Linked DNA regions of Ovis aries: region 2 is linked to region 1. A link is a contact called in public Hi-C data. All regions are on one chromosome and are shown on one strand. The core of a region is the stretch at or near the end of the contact, and the rest is flanking DNA. Distances in the headings are between cores, read along the strand shown. Region 1 overlaps B3GNT2 (UDP-GlcNAc:betaGal beta-1,3-N-acetylglucosaminyltransferase 2). Region 2 overlaps COMMD1 (copper metabolism domain containing 1).

Region 1 (3,493 bases), core at 296-2,795:
CTCAGCATCTTGTCTCTCAACTGACTGCCTTGTCATGTAGTGAACAGTACAAGCTTGGACTCAGTAACACTGGTCCATGTGCCTGGATGTATGCCAAAGACCCAAGGGGATATACAATGGTTACTGAGGTATCCTTATTTTACAGATAAATGATCTGCTTCCAGAAACTTATTCAAGGTTCCCAAGATAGAGAGTAGAGGGAGGGGGCATAAACAGGGACCCCAGATGGGCTGCTCCCAGCCTGCAAGTCCATCTAAGCTACTGCCAAACTTGAATTCAGGCACAGAGCTGCAGGGTTGGCACAGCCAGGACGGAGGAGCGTGACGCAGCCCTTCTTCCTTAAGCACTCTCACAAAGACCCCATCCGAGACCCAAGCATGCCATCCTCAAAACCTCCTGGGACACAGCACCCCTTAAAAACAATTGTGGTCCTCATCCACACCACAGCTCATGCTGGCTTCTCCCAGCCGGAAACATCCATTCTCTTACTTCTCAATCCTTCCCCCAAGCTTAAAAGTACAGGTTCAAATCCCACCTCCTCTTCCACGAGGACAGGCTCAGTTCCCCCAGTGCACTGTATTTAATCTACTCTCCTTCTAGCATTTGGGATTCCCCAAAACTGAAGCCCCTCAAACGGAGTACCAAGAGCTAGTTGTCCAGAACCACCCCACCTCCAATAACATGTCCCAACCTGAACAGTGCCAGGTGAGCTGAGAGCCATTCTCCTCAACCCTGAGGGAGGCATGAACAAGAGGCTCCCCAACCTACAAGCTGTAACTGTGAGGTCAAAGCACCCCAAATGGTGAGTGCCAGGCTCTGCCACTTGCACACAGCACATCCAATTAAAATGCAAGCCCCCTGGGATTCCACTTCTGAGTCAGGGGCAGTCTCGTCCCAGAAGACAACCTTTCTAGTGGTAAGTGGCCCTCGGGTGGCAACTTCAGGACAGGATACCAAACAAGCACAGTGGTTTCCCCTCTCTTCTAGCCTCCATCTCCCAGATTTCTTTCCTGCCTCTTCTCTGTTTCTCAAATGTTGGTTAATTGTCAACAAGTTACTAACAGGTGCCTGAGAACTGTTTTTAGGTTTTTTAAGTATCAAAATAAATCACACAGATTTAAAATATACATCCTCAAAACAGTGACATTTTGGCCTTTTGTCCAAATGTTCTATTAAAGGAAAAGCCGTTCAACCAAGACTTAATGTGTACATATTTAAAGAAGGGATGAAATAGTAACATCGCTTTCTCTGGCCACCTGCCAAGAAAAATTTGTGTTGCCAAAATAAAAGAGAACATGTTGTTTGCTCAGTATATGAGCACGCTGCTGAGCAGCTTAGAAATTGGGCCTCTTTAACCAAGCAGTTTAAATCACTCAGTTTTATTGTATTTTTACTGGAATATAGTTGATTTACAATGTTGTGTTAGTTTCAGGTATACAGTAAGGAGAATCAGGTATGCATATATCCACTCTTTTCTTATATTCCTTTCCCCTATAGGTCATCACAGAGTATCAAATAGAGCTCCCTGCGCTATACACAGTAGGTCCATCTATTTTGTATCTGCTGCTGCTGCTGCTAAGTCGCTTCAGTCGTGTCCGACTCTATGCGACCCCATAGACAGCAGCCCACCAGGCTCCCCCGTCCCTGGGATTCTCCAGGCAAGAACACCGGACTGGGTCGCCATTTCCTTCTAGTAGTGTGTATATTATTTCCCTGTAGCTCAAATGGTAAAGAATCTGCCTGTGATGCAGGAGATGAGGGTTCAATCCCCGGGTCAGGAAGATCCCCTGGAGAAGGGCATGGCAACCCACTCCAGTATTCTTGCCTGGAGAACTCCATGGACAGAGGAGCCTGGCGGGCTACGGTCCGTGGGGTCGCCAAGAGTCAGACCCAACTGAGTGACTACACACACACACACAGTGTGTATATGTCAATCCTGATCTCGCAGTTTATCCCTCCACCCCCTGACCCCTTGGGAACCATAAGTTTGTTTTCTTAAATCACCTAATCACCTAATTTTAAGTGTCTCTGTGAATGTCACCTTCATATACCATAGATTACCACCACCTCCTTGAAAACATCTTGGACACAGCAATCCAGGCATTTCTCAGTGCCATATGTACACTTTCCTCACTCCTTTCTCTCTCGAGGTGTCCAGTCACTCCCAGAACGTCCACCACCCCCACACCGATGACTCCCAATTCCACCATCCCGACACCAGTGACTCCCACACCCACACCTGGAGGGCCACAGGAGCTTGCCCTCTTTCTCTCAGTGGTGCCCACACAGCATCTCAGTCGCCTATGGGGCAGGGACCAAAAAGGGGAGACCATCTTGCTGAAACCAGTGATGGCTCCCTGGAGCTTCATTATGTCACTCTCTGTATCTGCACCTGTTTAAAAATTTCTATTTTAAAGAGGCTTTTTTTTTTTTAAAGAGGATCCATCAGAACCTTGAAAAAATTCAAAAGAGAGAAGCAATCAGTTAAAAATAGGAGTATTCATGAGAGATATTTTAAGTTCATTTGAAGAAAAATAACTCCTTATGTCATGAAGGGAGAAGAAGAATAAAAGGGATGCATATCATTTACTTTAAAGAATAAAACCTACATTAAGTTCCTTATAAACAAGCATCAAATTTAGCCATAAAATAAAAAATGTAAAATACATGTTATTAGTTCCAAACGTTAAATAATAGAGTGAGGATGGTATTTGTAACAAACCCACTTTGACCCTTTCATTGTTAGGTACACAGACTTGATCCTGAAAACAACACCAGGCTTCCCACTGAACAATCTACACCCAGACATGAAGCTGGTTTTTGTTTTTCCTTTTTTAAAAAACAACTGTGTTACTCTGATCAGGATTCAAAAAAACAAGAAGCACTTTAAGAAGCATTTGGATGTTAAGTGCTTTTCAAAGAAAATAAACAACAACAGAATTCTGAAGCACAAATTATAAGCCTTAGCAAGTTTATGGTCCATGGAAATAACCTTACTGGAGTGTTAACACTTTCATATTGGTGGCTGCATAGGATTCAAACAATCCACACATAAGCCTGGCTGCGCAGGTTTTCTCTTATTATGCAGGAGGTGGGGATGAGGAGGGAACAAGCTAAGTAGGTTGCCATGGATACAAAGATACTTAATATCAGCTCAGGGACCAAGACCTACTTCTTGTTCTCCACATGGACCAGTCTCCCTTTTCAGTAAGTCGCTCCCCAGCCCCCACAAGACCGCCCTCCCCTGCGACAGCCCTTGCTGCTGCCTGGCTCCTGTATCAACGACAATCTCCACTTCATCCCCCACCTCAACGTGCTCCCTCTCCAGTGGCTCCAGGCACAGGCTGCGCTTTCCTTTCTCCATCAACTTCCAGAAAATGTTCTCCGCCTCACCACACCCCTTTGTTGTGCCTCGACTTTCCCATCCCCTTCACCCTCTAGAAACTTCAGAGTCCACAGCCTCTCCTGACTTCCCAGAGCACCTAACACTGCT
Region 2 (3,104 bases), core at 374-2,873, 240 kb after region 1:
AAGACAATGAGATCAGAGAAACTGGTAAAGGTGAGATCACAGGAAACTATAGGCTATGGTAAAAAGGACTGGATCTTATTTTAAGCTCAGGAATATGACATGGTTGAAAGCAAGGCAGTCAGTAGGTATGATGTATGGTTTAAAAAGGTCACTGGTTTATTTGTCATATCTCAGTAAAGTTGGGGAAAAACCGAGGTTCACTGGCAGCTGTGCTGTAGGAGGTAGGAGGCAGACTGTAGAAGACAAAAGTGGAACGGGAGAGCCAAGCCATAAACTGCGGCATGTATTTACAGATTTCTAAATAGAATTTAAACATACTTTTAATACAAATCATAGAGAAGATGAAAAGTGAAAGTGAAGTCGCTCAGTCGTGTCCGACTCTTGGCAAACCCATGGACTGCAGCCCACCAGGCTCCTCCACCCATGGAATTTTCCAGGCAAGAGTACTGGAGCGGGGTGCCATTTCCTTCTCCAGGGGATCTTCCTGACCCAGGGATCAAACCCAGGTCTCCCGCATTGCAGGCAGTTGCTTTTACTGTCTGAGCCACCATAGAGAAGATAGTATAAAATAAATAAGCAATAAGGATAGATTGTACAGCCCAGGAAAATATAGCCATTATTTTCTAATAGCTTTAAATGGAGTATAATCTATAAAAATATTGAATCACTATGCTATACACCTTGAACTAATAACTGTAAATCAACTATACTTCAATTTTTTTTAAAAGTGATAGCAAGAATGTGAACAAAGGATATCAACAATGTGTGTGTGTGTGTGTGTGTGTGTGTGTGTGTGCGCGCGCGCGCGCACGCACGTGCACATGCTCAGTTGCGTCCAACTCTTTGCAACCCCACAACTGTAGCCTGAGAAGCTCCTCTGACCGTAGGATTTTCCTGGCGAGAATACTAGAATAGGGGGCCACTTCCTCCTCCAGGGGGTCTTCCTGACCCAGAGATTGAACCTGCGCCAACTGCACCTCCGGCACCGCAGGCAGATTCTCTACCGCTAAACCACTGGGGAAGACCTGTATCAACAACAGACAAAACAATACTCAACAGAATTTTCCTTAAAAATTTTCGTTTAATAGGAAATTTCGGTGAGGAAATATACTAATGTCACCAACAGAGGGCAGTAGTGAACAGAGAACATAAGTGTACAAACTGTGATCCAGCTTCATAGTTAAGATCTTTCTCCAGAATTCTAGTAAACTAGAATTGAGGAGCATCCCTGAGAGGTTAACAGCGGAAGCAAGAAACCGAGATTAGGCAAACACATATCTACGAGAAGTTGAAATTATAAATATAAGCAGCAAAAAAAAAATTAGATAAACATGGCAGAGTATTTATAGGGGATGTCATTTCCCTAACTAAATACACCAAACTCAAATCACTGATTTCACTGCTTCTCAGGAGATACCAAAAAATAAAACTAAAGCTAGTGAAGAGTCAGCTTCATGTATCTACACACTGATGAAGGGTTTGCCCTAAAGGGTTCATGTCCCAGCCAAGTAGGGCAGAAAAGCTCCTGTTCAAGAGGAAAACAGGCGCCAGTACAAATGTGAGCAGTCAGTACACTACACCTGGGCACAGAATGTGAAGGTTAGAGGGAAAGGCTACAGCTCAGGAAGCAGCTGAACTTGAAACATAGCCTATGAATAAAGGAAGGCAGGCAGCTGGCAACAAGGAGACTATCAACATATACCCACTGCCTATTCCCTGCTGGGAGTTTCACATCCCTTCCTTCCTTTCCTCCTACCTCTGTTGTCCCTCTTCATTTTCACTCTCTCTGTAGAACTTTAGGCTCTATAGATCACTGAAAGGTATGACACTACTCCATGTTTATCCTTAGTTTTCTTTTTCCCCTCTGTCTAGATTCCTACATTTTCTTTAATATTTTTCCTCACTGCTTGTCTTCTAGCCTGCACGTTGAATTCAAGATTGTTGAGACTCCATAGACAGAAGAAAAAACTGTTTTGACCTCTGCAGTCATCATTATGTAAAAACGTATACCCTGCCCACTTCATAGTCATTAGTATGGCTACCGTCAAAATATACACACAGACACACCCAGAAAATAACAAGTGCTGATGAGGATGTGAAGAAATTGGAGTTCTTGTACACTGCTGGTAGGAAGGTAACATGACACAGCTGCTGTTGAAAACAGGATGGCAGTTTCTCAAAAAATTAAAAATAGAATTACCATATGAGCAATTCCACTTCTGGGTATATACCCAGAAGAATTGAAAGCAGGGCCTCAAAGAGGTATTTGTATACCCATATCCACAGCAGCACTATTAACAAGAGCTAAAGCAAGGAGGCAACCTACGTGTTCACTGACACATGAATGGATAAGCAAAGTGTGGTGCATACTGATACATACAATGGACAATTATTTAGTCTTTGAAAGGAAGGAATTTCTGACATACACCATAACATGGATGAACCGGAAAGATACCATGGTGGAATGAAATAATCCAGTCACAAAAAAAGTCAAATACTATATGATTCCTCTTATATGTTACACTTAGAGTAGTCAAAATCATAAAGACAGAAAGTAAAATGGAGGGCGCTGGTCAGGGAGTGAGATGTGATTTATATGGAGTTACTGTTTAATGGGTAAGGGTTTCAGTTCTGCAAGGCGAAGTTACAGATACAGATGGTTGTGATGGATGTACAACATTATCAGTGTATTTAATACCAATGAACTGTATACTTTGAAATGGGTTAAGATGATAAATTTTATGTTTTGTGTACTTTACCAAAATTTTTTTAATTGAAGGGGAAAAAAGTATAACCTGCTAAAAAGCAAGAATAAAGGAATAAAAAGTAGTTTCCCTTTTTTCTTGCCTCCTCAACCAATACTCCAAACTGGGTATGGCCATGCATTGGTCAAATTAGACTGTTCACCATTTCTTGAATGTGCTCTACGTTTTCCTGCTCCACCTCTGCTATTTTCTTAGCCTAAATGCCCTATATGGCTGCCCTTCATTTTAATCTAAAATACTCTATATTTTCTTCAAGAGCAACAAAAATGGCATTTCCAGGAAATTTGCCAGAAAGAGCTAATATCTCTTTTCTGTCCACAAGTAGTCCACTCAGACCTC

The links. Hi-C and Micro-C count contacts between places; a contact is called where the count stands out from the background.
Region 2: a Hi-C map of blood shows a contact between it and region 1, with 2.7 times the contacts expected there. The contact joins two enhancer-like sites. A contact is called at or near these places in 3 of 16 Hi-C or Micro-C datasets (blood, mixed tissues and skin fibroblasts).

The regions. Positions count from the first base shown.
Region 1 is chr3:46,012,171-46,015,663 of ARS-UI_Ramb_v3.0, forward strand. All of the region lies in intron 1 of B3GNT2 (UDP-GlcNAc:betaGal beta-1,3-N-acetylglucosaminyltransferase 2), which reads right to left. Among named protein-coding and RNA genes, the nearest start is that of B3GNT2, 12 kb to the right of the region's middle. Within about 2 kb of position 1,546, at least 3 of the 54 cell types and tissues checked have an H3K27ac peak or open chromatin away from gene starts, as enhancers often do.
Region 2 is chr3:46,249,163-46,252,266 of ARS-UI_Ramb_v3.0, forward strand. All of the region lies in intron 1 of COMMD1 (copper metabolism domain containing 1), which reads right to left. Among named protein-coding and RNA genes, the nearest start is that of CCT4, 23 kb to the right of the region's middle. Within about 2 kb of position 1,624, at least 3 of the 54 cell types and tissues checked have an H3K27ac peak or open chromatin away from gene starts, as enhancers often do.